4 separate regions of the Mus musculus genome follow, and regions 2, 3 and 4 are each linked to region 1. Evidence: chromatin contacts called from public HiChIP or PLAC-seq and promoter capture Hi-C data. All regions are on one chromosome and are shown on one strand. Each heading gives the region's core, a stretch centred on a gene start, on an enhancer-like site or on the middle of the called end of the contact. The rest is flanking DNA. Distances are from core to core; before and after follow the strand shown.

Region 1 (2,519 bases), core at 13-2,512:
CACCCTTTCCTAGTAACCTTTCGAGCTGAAGACAGTCTCCTCAGCGTCATACTTTGAGAGGCAGGCTGTGCATGTACGAGATTTGCTCCCGCTGTCTGAACCACAAGCCTGGCAAACGAGACCCACACCATCCTTCCCTGGTGTGCCCTAGTTTTTCCTCATCTCTATTTCTTGTCTTCTCACAGCACCAGGCCACTAAGAGTGCCTTGTAGGCAAACAAGGGGTTACAAGGATCTCCACGGAAGTCAGCAGGAGCTGTAACTGTCTCCCACAGGAAACTCACTGATCCCCCTACTACACTAGCTAGTATAGAGTGGGTAAGAAACTCAGCAGGGAACTTTATCTCCAACTTAGAACCACTCCCCTCTCTACTACTGCCAACTTCAGCAGGACTTCCTTTAAAGAGCACCCAGTCACTTGACACTAGCAGAGCAAACACTGTCACGTGCCATGTCCTCTCTACTGTTTAATGACAACTATGATAGCTCGGCACTGCCAGCAATACACTAGCTGTAGTCTTTCTCTCTGCCGGACACCATGGGTGGTACCAGGCTTCCCCACCCCCACCCCCGAGAAATGGAAATTCACCCTATACTTGCAGTAGGTCCTCCTGGCCCCCTACTGTTATGGGCCACTTGTGACCTCAACGGCGATCCACTGGCTAATCCCAGGGCTAACCATTTCTTCCAACGCATGAGGACGAGTTACCCTGTTAAGAGTGGAGAGAAATGAGGTGTCTTGCCTGCCCTGTCCTCAGACGGCCATCCTGCTAGAAAACGGAGGTTGACTGGCAGGGCGACGTCCCCAACAGTATTCAGTCAAACTAAAGCAATTACCCCAAACGGGGGGTGGAACCTGCCACCTCCCTCTCCCAGGTGTTTACCATCCGCGCTTTCCATTCAGCCCTATGGCCCAACACCAACCCAGCTGGGGCGCTTGCCGCCGTCTCCCGGATGCTGGGCCGGAACCCGCTCGCAACTGTCCTGGGGCTGTCGCCACTGTTCTGCCCCTCGGCAAGTGCTAGCCCGTTCCGCAGGCCCTTGCACTGAGCCTTAGCGCGTGACCCAGCCGGACCGAACCATCCGCAGGCCGGCAGAGGGCAGGCAACGCCAGTGACTAGCCGGAGCGAGCAGCGTTGCGTCCCCCGCAGGCGACTAGGATGTGCGGAGCCTTGCTGTGTCACGTAATGCTCCTCCAGGCAAGGAATCCAAGCCCCTCGGCCACGCGCGCCCCTCGGCGCGGCAAGTCGCCCCGCGGAAAAGCGTAGATGGTTCCGGCCGCCGAGAGAAGCCATTCTGCAGGGGTGACGTCAAAACTGACATTTCAAAAAAGTCAGAGAGAATTAGTCAGTCCATGCCCTGTCCCTACCGAAGAGGAAAGATTTGCGGAAAATTTCCTCTGGATTCTGGGAGTTCTTGGGACTCCACTCCCTGCCTGTAAAGTTGCAGATCAGAGAAACCGTCTCCCCTTCGAGAGAAGTGGAAGGTACGGACAGGTCCTGGGAGGGAGGAGGGTACAGAGCGAAGCAGGACCACGCATGTGCACGGCTCAGTCTTGCCCTGAGCCGGCCCTATCTTTGCAAACTAGCTTTCAAAACAGTTCGTGGATTGTGGGGTTGTTTTCTCTAAGCCCTGGGTTTGATTTCCCGTTTGGGGATGAGGGATGGAATATTATTTAGCTACTTAAAAATTAATTTTAAGCCGGTCAGTGGTGGCGCACGCCTTTAATCCCAGCACTTGGGAGGCAGAGGCAGGCGGATGGATTTCTGAATTCCAGGCCAGCCTGGTCTAAAGAATGAGTTCCAGGACAGCCAGGGCTACACAGAGAAACCCTGTAAAACCAAAAAGAAAGAAAGAAAAGAAAAAAAAAGGATTTTAAGGGCTGGAGAGATGGTTCAGCGGTTAAGAGCATTAACTGCTCTTCCAGAGGTCCTGAGTTCAATTCCAAACAACCACATGGTGGCTCACAACCATCTATAATGGGATCCAATGCTCTCTTCTGGTGTGCATGAAGAGAGTGACAGTGTACTCACATTTTAAAAATAATAAAAAAAAATACATCTTTTTTTAAATGAATTTTAAAGCTATTAGTGCATACCATGGGCCCTTGAAGACAGATGAGAACAGAGCTCTGGGCTTGAGCCTGTAACTAACGCTGCCAGCTGTACACAGCGGCCAGCGCTGCCAGCCTCCGCTGTGTACACGAGGACGCCCAGAATGTGGTTATCCGGAAGTGGGAAGCTTCAGATGAGTAGAAGTTGATGAGTTGGTATCTGTTTGTTTTTCAAATCACGGGGATCGGATTCCTTTCTCTCTATTTCAGCTTTCGTGTTTTGTTGGAAGAGGGAGCAGGAGGAAAAAAAATATGCAAACTTGTGTTCTATAACTTTGTTTACTGCCTGGTAAAGATTAAGGAGTGCAGGGTGGAGTTATGGTGTTAGGTATTGTCTTGTGTGTGTTTATTTTTACCAATCCGATTATTCCTGATACTGTGAGTCATCTCCTGTCCTCCACGAGGCT
Region 2 (2,519 bases), core at 15-2,514, 1.6 Mb before region 1:
ACGGTAGTTTTAAACGGTCTATAACGGGATCTGAATGTCCCCCTTTGGTGTGCAGGCATACATTGGAAAAACTGACACCCCCCCCCTTCTCTCTCTCTCTATATATATACATATATATATATAAAAAAGAGAATGACTATCTATCTTTTTGCCTCCACTTCCCAAGTGCTATGATTACAGGTGTGCACCACCATGTTCATTTATGCAGTTCTGGGGACTGAGCCCAGGGCTTTGAGTGTGCTAGCCAGGCACTCTACCTAGCCAAGTTACAGCTGCTACCAGAAACTCTACTTTCTAAACAAAACATGCATCTTTAAAAAAAAGTTATTTGAGAGACTTTCCAACATATCTAAGTAGCCAACAAAAATGAGTAGCATTCCTCCATATGCATGAGATCTATTAAAACAATCTGAGGCCTCAGGATGCACAATTACCTGATGGAGTGTGTGTTCTGTCACTACAGTCTTGGTCTCTACATCCCAAACCTTCACAGTTCCATCGTCTGAGCTGGTGGCACAGAGGTTGTATTGTCCAGGGTGATGAGAAAAAGTGAAACCAGATACTCTTTCAGTGTGTCCCACCAACTCTCCTACCACTGCAAGCAAAACCAGACTTGGTTAACTAAAGCACTATCCAGACAGTTAGCCTGCATGTTGCTGGACAAACAACAAGCAGATAAACAGAAGTCACTTAACACACATGGAACAGAAACATCCACAGACGAAAGACAGAAACGCTGGGTGTCATCACCACTCATCTTACAGACATCACCGTCAAGTAATTGCCCAGCGGGATCAGAGAAGGGAGAACAGCCCCCACCCCAGGGGGCGTACTAGGGGCCGGCAGGGCCTTGGCCAAGCAGGAAGGCCAGGAGCACCCTAAACGCCGGGTCTAGGCTGGGTCAGTCCCTCCAAGCGAGAGAGGCCACGTGCGCGCGCCGCCGGACCCGGCGACTTACAGAACTCCCCCAAGAGGACGGCAGGAAGGACTGCGCCGACCCGTGAGGGGCTCACCTCGAAACGGGGGCGCCCCTGGGCTCGCGCCCGCACCCGGACCCACGCGGACGAGGAAGACGGAGGTCCGCGCAGCGAAGCCAAAGATGCCTCCGGGCGCCGCGTCGCTGCAGCGTGAGCAGTACCAGTTGGGGGACGGCGGCAGCGTCCGCGGCTCCGGCTTCATCTCCGCGGCCGCCCAAGCTCAGCAGAGGAGCTCTGGGACGGTGGTTCGCAACCGCGGCGTGGAGCGGGAGGGGGCGGGATCGATTTAAACCCCGCCCCTGGAGGCGGGCGCTACGGAGCGCGTTGAGGCCCAACCCGCGCCTCTCGCTCCCGTGCGCCGCCTGGAACTAAATTCCAGGTCCTGAGGTTACATATTTTCCTTAATTAAGGATTTAGACCTGTGGAACCCGCCAACCAGCCACTGAGCACACACGCACACGCACACGCACACGCACACACACACACACACACACACGCTAAATAAATAATAAAGGCCAACACACACACACATACACACACACACACACACACACACACACACACACACGCGCTAAATAAATAATAAAGGCCAACATGATGTGAAATACCCTGTTTCTACCAACCTCAAGGTTGACTAAGAGATGAGCTAATGCGTTTGTGTGCATTTACCGCCATATATACCTGTATTTAACTAAAGCTCCTTATTTTGTCCAATCCAGCAAGGCAAGTATTATTAAGCGAGAAACATCTGGGACAGATTGGACAAGGCAGTTCAGTATCCCAATTAAGTTTTTTTTTTTTTGGGGGGGGGGGGTTCGAGACAGGGTTTCTCTGTATAGCCCTGGCTATCCTGGAACTCACTCTGTAGACCAGGCTGGCCTCGAACTCAGAAATCCGCCTGCCTTTGCCTCCCGAGTGCTGGGATTAAAGGCGTGCGCCACCATGCCTGGCAAGTTTTTGTTTGTTTGTTTGTTTGTTTGTTTTTAAATGCTACATAGCGGCGTACTTTTCCAGTTTTTGGGAGGTGTTTTAAAGACAGATGCAAGAGTGTATTTAGCTGAAATACTAAAAGAATGAATCTGAGCTCTGGCTCAGCACTCAGGCAGGAGGATTGCCATGTGCTCCAGGCTAGGCAGCCTGGGCTATAGTATGAGAGCCTGTCAAAATAAATGAAATGAGTCAGGAATCAGAAAGGACAGGAAGAGACTCTGTAGTTGGGTGGGAATTCTGATTCCTGATACTGGGGTATTCAAAGATTAAAGAGCAGAGGTTTGACATCCCGCCTCCTGCTTAATGGAGTGCCTATGCTGTGAGAACTAGTTAGTGGTGTGGAGGGAAAAAAGAATTGAACTCTGCTTACAACTCAAACCCAAGCAACTTGTTCAGATTCGACTGTACTTCTGTACTGCTGTTAGCCCTTCCTGAATGTGGCATATGGAAACTTGCAATGGCTATCATTAATAGAGAGCCCTTACCTATGCTAGCATAGCCTAAGGGCACTAAATTCAGGGTTACCAGACTCCACATTGATCACTAGTTTTG
Region 3 (2,519 bases), core at 9-2,508, 1.5 Mb after region 1:
GAGAGAGAGAGAGAGAAAACTATAATTCTGACAGTACAGTTATAGATCCATACATAAACTGAGACACACACACACAGAGAGAGAGAGAGAGAGAAAACTAAAACTATAATTCTGACAGTACAGTTATAGATCCATACATAAACTGAGACACACACACACACAGAGAGAGAGAGAGAGAGAGAGAGAGAGAGAGAGAGAGAGAGAGAGAGAGAGCGAGCGCCAGGTCTCTCTCCTCCATTATACTGAAAGAGAAACTGCGGACCTCCACTATTGCACAGGGCATTCCAACATCCTAGCGGGCAGAAGGGACACTTTCGGAAATAGGGGAGGACCCAGTCGCCATCACCTCCCTTGGAGGAAGAGTTTCTCTCCTGTCTGAAAGTGAGGATCAAATGCAAGCGAGCTGCTTTCCACTACCTTGCTAGCAGATGGAGAGAGGCTTCTAAGGACGCGGGATTGCAAGCCATGAGGAAGAAAGACACTTTACATGCAATCTTAATGAACCGTGTAACTAATAGCTTTGGTGGTTTGGTTTCAGAAGTGGGGACACAAAGTTCATTTAGGGTAGCTGTGCACCATGTGGTCTGCTTGGGACACTCCTTTCATGTCCCCCCAGGACGCAGTGCCTGGGGGTTGGGAGGGGGTGAAGCGGGGATTTACTCTGAACTCGCTCTCTTCCCAAATCTGAAGATCATAGTAGCACGGTGGGTCAGACCCAGACCCTGCAGTTCTAATTCGGATTCTTGGCACTGAGGCCATTTCCAGCGCTATACAAATAAAAACACATTAAAGCTTTCCGGCTTTACCACATCATCAGCTGAAACAGTTAGCACCTACGGAAACAGCGAGTGTCACGGCGTCCAACTCGACTTTGCCCAGGTGTCCGCAGAAGATGGAACTGACGATGCTGATGAGAAAGATCATCAGCTGCGCCAGGAACTGCAAGGAGCAGAGAGGCGGTCACTCTCGGGCCGCCTGAGGTCGCCCCGCGCCCGCAGCTCGGGGTCCAACTCACCACCGGGCCCGCGAGCGCCACTAGCGCGGCCGCCTCCCGTCTCACGTCGGGGGACAGCGCTCCTCGAAGGCCCAGCAGGATCCTCAGACTGCGCCCCCGTGGGACGCGGACCAGCTCCGGGGGCTGGATGGTGGCTCCCAGGCTGTCCTCGGCCGGCTCCATGGCACAGGCTCAGATAGTGGCGCGATCCACACGTGGAGCCGTGAGTCGAGTAGCCACTGCGAAGTGCAGGGAGCCGGGCGGGAACCGCCCCACGCGCCACCCCGCCCCGGGCGCCGCGTCCAAATCCAACCGTCGCCGAGCGCAGCGCGCGGCACAAGCCTCGGCCTGGGTGCTTATAGACACAACAAGAATTAAGCTGAGGGATGGTTTAGGTGGTCCCATCCAAACGCCACTGTGTAGCTGCTGGTGTAGCTCAATGAGGAATGCCTGCCTGTAGCAGACTCCAACCCCAGCCCCAACCACCAAAAGAAAAAATAAATTGAGCCGTTTTACACTCATAGTGACTGACGTTTCTAATTGTGTTCATTTTCTGTACTTTGGAAGTTTGCTGAATTATCCGTGTGTACTTAATCAACCCTTCAGAGGCTGGAAGAATTGGGCTTCGACTTTGTTCAAGCTTTGTCCAATGGCCACCACCAGGGGGATTGTCACTCTGGGTCTTCATCGCTTTACAGCTCCAGAGACCTCCCGTTGCCTGCACCCCTCTCCCAGGGGAATCTGAGCTTCCTCTGATGATTTATAAACGCTGTTTGCTCACGGAATAATAATCTACAGCCCAGAGACATATCATAAAATGTATTTAATAGAAGTCACACAGCAAGAATATAGAAGCAGTTCAGATATAGTTTTGTAGCATAGAAAACAATAGGCAGAAGAAATAGGAATTCCAGCCCGGAATGAAGACAGTAGACAGCAGTGCATGTTTGACAGTGGCAGATGAATTAATACTCCCCCATAGTCTCCCCCACATTGCACTATATGGTGTTTACCTTATTTATTAGAGAAACAAAATTTTTGAATTCTCAGTTCATAATTCCCATGGGCACAGTTGAATTCTGTTAACTATAATGACTGGCTCTGAATTGTCTCTATGTTCAAAACTGCACGTGGGCCCAGACTTAAACAGTGATTCACTTTCCAGGGGCTCAACTTTAACATTGATGCAAAAGTGACACGCATTCAGAAGAGACTGTTTTTGAACGGGGAGCTTTTCCTGGGTTCACAATGTGTGACACTATCCTTTGGAAACATGGGGACAGTGGCAGTGAGCTAGAGTCTCCAGGTGACTCCCTGCAATCCCAGGGGTGCAAAATCAACATTCCGGTTGGTACAATGTTTCGAATACTGGTATTTGGTAGGTAAGTATATTGCAGGCATTGTCCACTCCAGAGCATCTCCTCTGCCTCTGTCTCATCTATGTCTCTTTGTCTTTCTGTTTATATCTCTTGGGGGGGTGTCTCCCTCTCTCTGTCTCTCTCAAACACACACCCAAAGAGAGACA
Region 4 (2,519 bases), core at 15-2,514, 1.5 Mb after region 1:
ACTTAATATATTTTCTTCAGGAACGCTATGTATGAACAAACATACACAAACTATCTGATGTTTGAGGAGTGGATGATTCACAGAGTTTTAATATTCACTATCCTATCTTGTTTACTAATTACCACAGCCCCTCTTTACCAGAAGTACTCTGAAGGAAGGTTTCTAGATTCTACTACAACTACTGTTACCACTTTTTGAAGCAGTCTTTGATTGAAAATCTGAAAATAGAGGTCTTACCATGCCTGGAATACAGATAGAAAGTAAAAGGGAGAAATAATATTACTAGAGAGTACAACAGACCATAGTTGTACCTTGAACACTACTTAAAACCTTGGTACTCAAAGCTTGCTTCTAAACAGGCCATATGTTATCACCTGGGCCCTCATTAGAAATCTCAGACACAGTCTCACGAGGACTAAGTCAGGATTTGTATTTTATCAGGTCCCCAGGGTGATTGTCTGTATACTGGAGGTCAATCATGTATATGATTAATGTCACACAAAGTCATATGGGGAATTTCAGTGCTGAAGATTATAGGAAATAAAAAGAACTGTCAACAAAAAGAAACCATTCTTTTAACGTCATGAAATAAAGACAGGGAGTGAAATAGCTGAAACCTACCAAGCAGACAAACTACTGAGATCCAGCCTATCCAGAGTTAACTGCACATTGTAAGGAAAGAGACTATGAACGCAGCAGAAATGGGCAAGGCTATACAGAGCGTTCGCAGACGAGAAATTGCCGGCGCCAAGTAAAGTATGCACTTCAATATGAGTGCAAATACAACAGTTTGGGCTCTAAGCGGGGCTGGAGAGTCCAGAGTCCAGGGTACTCTGCTTCCTCTTAACTGCTGGATAAACAAAACCAAACAACCTGCTACAGAGAAGGAATAAGGTGGCTCATCGGGCCCCTCCCACCCTGTGGAGGCTCACTTTGCTCAGGTCTGCCGCGATGGCTGCTAAGATTTCCTTCTCGCGCTCTTGCACCATCCTCCGCAGGGCCTCAAGCTGCTGCAATCGGAAGCGCAGCGGCCGAGATCGGCCGGACCGGAACGCCTGGCGAAGCCGTAGGACCTGGCGCTCCATGGCCGGGCCTGAGGAGAACGCGGAGCGAGGCAGGTGAGGGAGCACAGTACCAGTAAGGAGCTGCTATGGATGATGCCACAGCTCACTGCCACTTTCCGCTGCTGGGTCCTATCCGCCTACTGGCCTAGACCCGGCCCGGGTGTGGGCCAAACCCCAGCACTTCCCTGCTAACGACAAAGTGCGCACTCATTGGCTGAGCTGCTGCACGTGACTATGAGGCCCCGCCCCTTACCTCTAATCTAGCCGCGGGATTGCGGTCCCCGGGCGCCGGGTGTGTAGGTGCAATTTTTGGCACGCGAAGACGCGGAAGAAGTCCTTCTGGCTTCAGAAAAGAGCCAAGCGTCCTCTAGGAGGAGGAACTGAGGCCCGAGGGTGCTCACCCGGCCGGAAGTAGTCTCCCTTCGCCTGCAGTGCCTCAGATTCAGAGGCAAAGTCGCTGGGCCTGGGTAGGGCGGGCCTGGGTGGGGCGGGCCGGGTGACGCACGCGAAGGAGGTGAATCCAGTGTATACACACACACACACACACACACACACAAGCATTGTCATCGCCCACACTGATTTTCAATCCTCTCTACTGCGTACCATCCAAGGTTTTTTCCCAAATTTCCTCTCCAGGCTAATTAGCAATGGTTGACTTTCGTACCCATCTGGGGCTGCTCAGCGACGGCGGTCACTTTGTGTTGTCCTTCCCATCTTCTGGAAACATTTCCGCTTCCCTTCCTTGGCGTTCCCTAGGTTTTCCATCTCTGGATTTCTCCCTTTTCTGACCCATTAAAGTATTCAAATGTCTGGGACTAAGTTCTCTCCGCGCAGTCACTCATCTAATTCTACCAGTAGAGAGCAGAGAAGGCTCTCACCCAATCTTTCCTTGGACTCCCAAGGACACATTTAAATGCTAATCTCTATTTACACTTATAATGGACTTCTTATAGTTAATTTCATTAGAACTTTTTATTATTCTTCAGCAAACAACTCATACTTCCTACAGTGTTCCCTGTCTCTTTGACTTGATCTTCAAAATATATGTTGAGCCCAATAATGAGTGGTTCAAACCATACTACATATCTACTATATATAGCAATAGCACTCTAATAGGCTGCTTGCTTGATTGGTTGGCGACTATGAATCTGTTACTTCTTAGCTCTGTACTTACCGTTTTACACTCTGTAGTTCAGGAGCCCAGAGTAGGTTCTCCTCCCTCCTTGGCCTCCCAGGAAGTTCTGCCAGAGGAAGAAAGTAAGGAAGGAAGGAAGGACAGACTACCAGGACACTAAAGATTTCTGTTTCCCCATGGACTCAGTAGTGTGGCAGGTGCTGGCATTTCTATCGTGGAAGGAGAGTCAGTATATTCCTGCCTCTAGGAATTTCTTGGACAAGGTGGCTCCTAGTCCTAGAGGATGACAGTCACAGTGTCTCCAAATGGCACAGAAGTGG

What was found. Promoter capture Hi-C pulls out the DNA fragments that hold promoters and counts their contacts. HiChIP or PLAC-seq counts read pairs in DNA pulled down with a chosen protein or histone mark. Capture Hi-C pulls out chosen DNA fragments and counts their contacts.
Region 2: a contact with region 1 is called in an HNF4G HiChIP or PLAC-seq map of pancreatic cancer cells. The contact joins the promoter of Gemin5 here to the promoter of Flcn in region 1. A contact is called at or near these places in 2 of 39 promoter capture datasets (cranial neural crest and pre-B cells) and 1 of 115 datasets of contacts at active chromatin or transcription factors (pancreatic cancer cells).
Region 3: a promoter capture Hi-C map of liver shows a contact between it and region 1, with 3 times the contacts expected there. The contact joins the promoter of Slc47a2 here to the promoter of Flcn in region 1. A contact is called at or near these places in 2 of 39 promoter capture datasets (both in liver).
Region 4: a contact with region 1 is called in a promoter capture Hi-C map of liver, with 2.2 times the contacts expected there. The contact joins the promoter of Aldh3a2 here to the promoter of Flcn in region 1. A contact is called at or near these places in 1 of 39 promoter capture datasets (pre-B cells) and 1 of 9 other capture datasets (liver).

What each region holds. Positions count from the first base shown.
Region 1 is chr11:59,808,777-59,811,295 of GRCm38.p6, forward strand. Flcn (folliculin) reads right to left here and starts at 1,263. Exons shown (of 13, transcript NM_146018.2): 1 at 884-1,263. It overlaps Gm16062 (predicted gene 16062), which reads left to right and starts at 1,304. Exons shown (of 2, transcript NR_045686.1): 1 at 1,304-1,485.
Region 2 is chr11:58,167,275-58,169,793 of GRCm38.p6, forward strand. It overlaps Gemin5 (gem nuclear organelle associated protein 5), which reads right to left and starts at 1,265. Exons shown (of 28, transcript NM_172558.3): 1 at 1,014-1,265; 2 at 435-595. The coding sequence starts at 1,179.
Region 3 is chr11:61,341,602-61,344,120 of GRCm38.p6, forward strand. Slc47a2 (solute carrier family 47, member 2) reads right to left here and starts at 1,259. Exons shown (of 17, transcript NM_001033542.2): 1 at 1,016-1,259; 2 at 838-939. The coding sequence starts at 1,177. Slc47a1 (solute carrier family 47, member 1) reads right to left here. Exons shown (of 17, transcript NM_026183.5): 17 at 1,799-2,519.
Region 4 is chr11:61,265,922-61,268,440 of GRCm38.p6, forward strand. Aldh3a2 (aldehyde dehydrogenase family 3, subfamily A2) reads right to left here and starts at 1,265. Exons shown (of 10, transcript NM_007437.5): 1 at 933-1,265. The coding sequence starts at 1,085.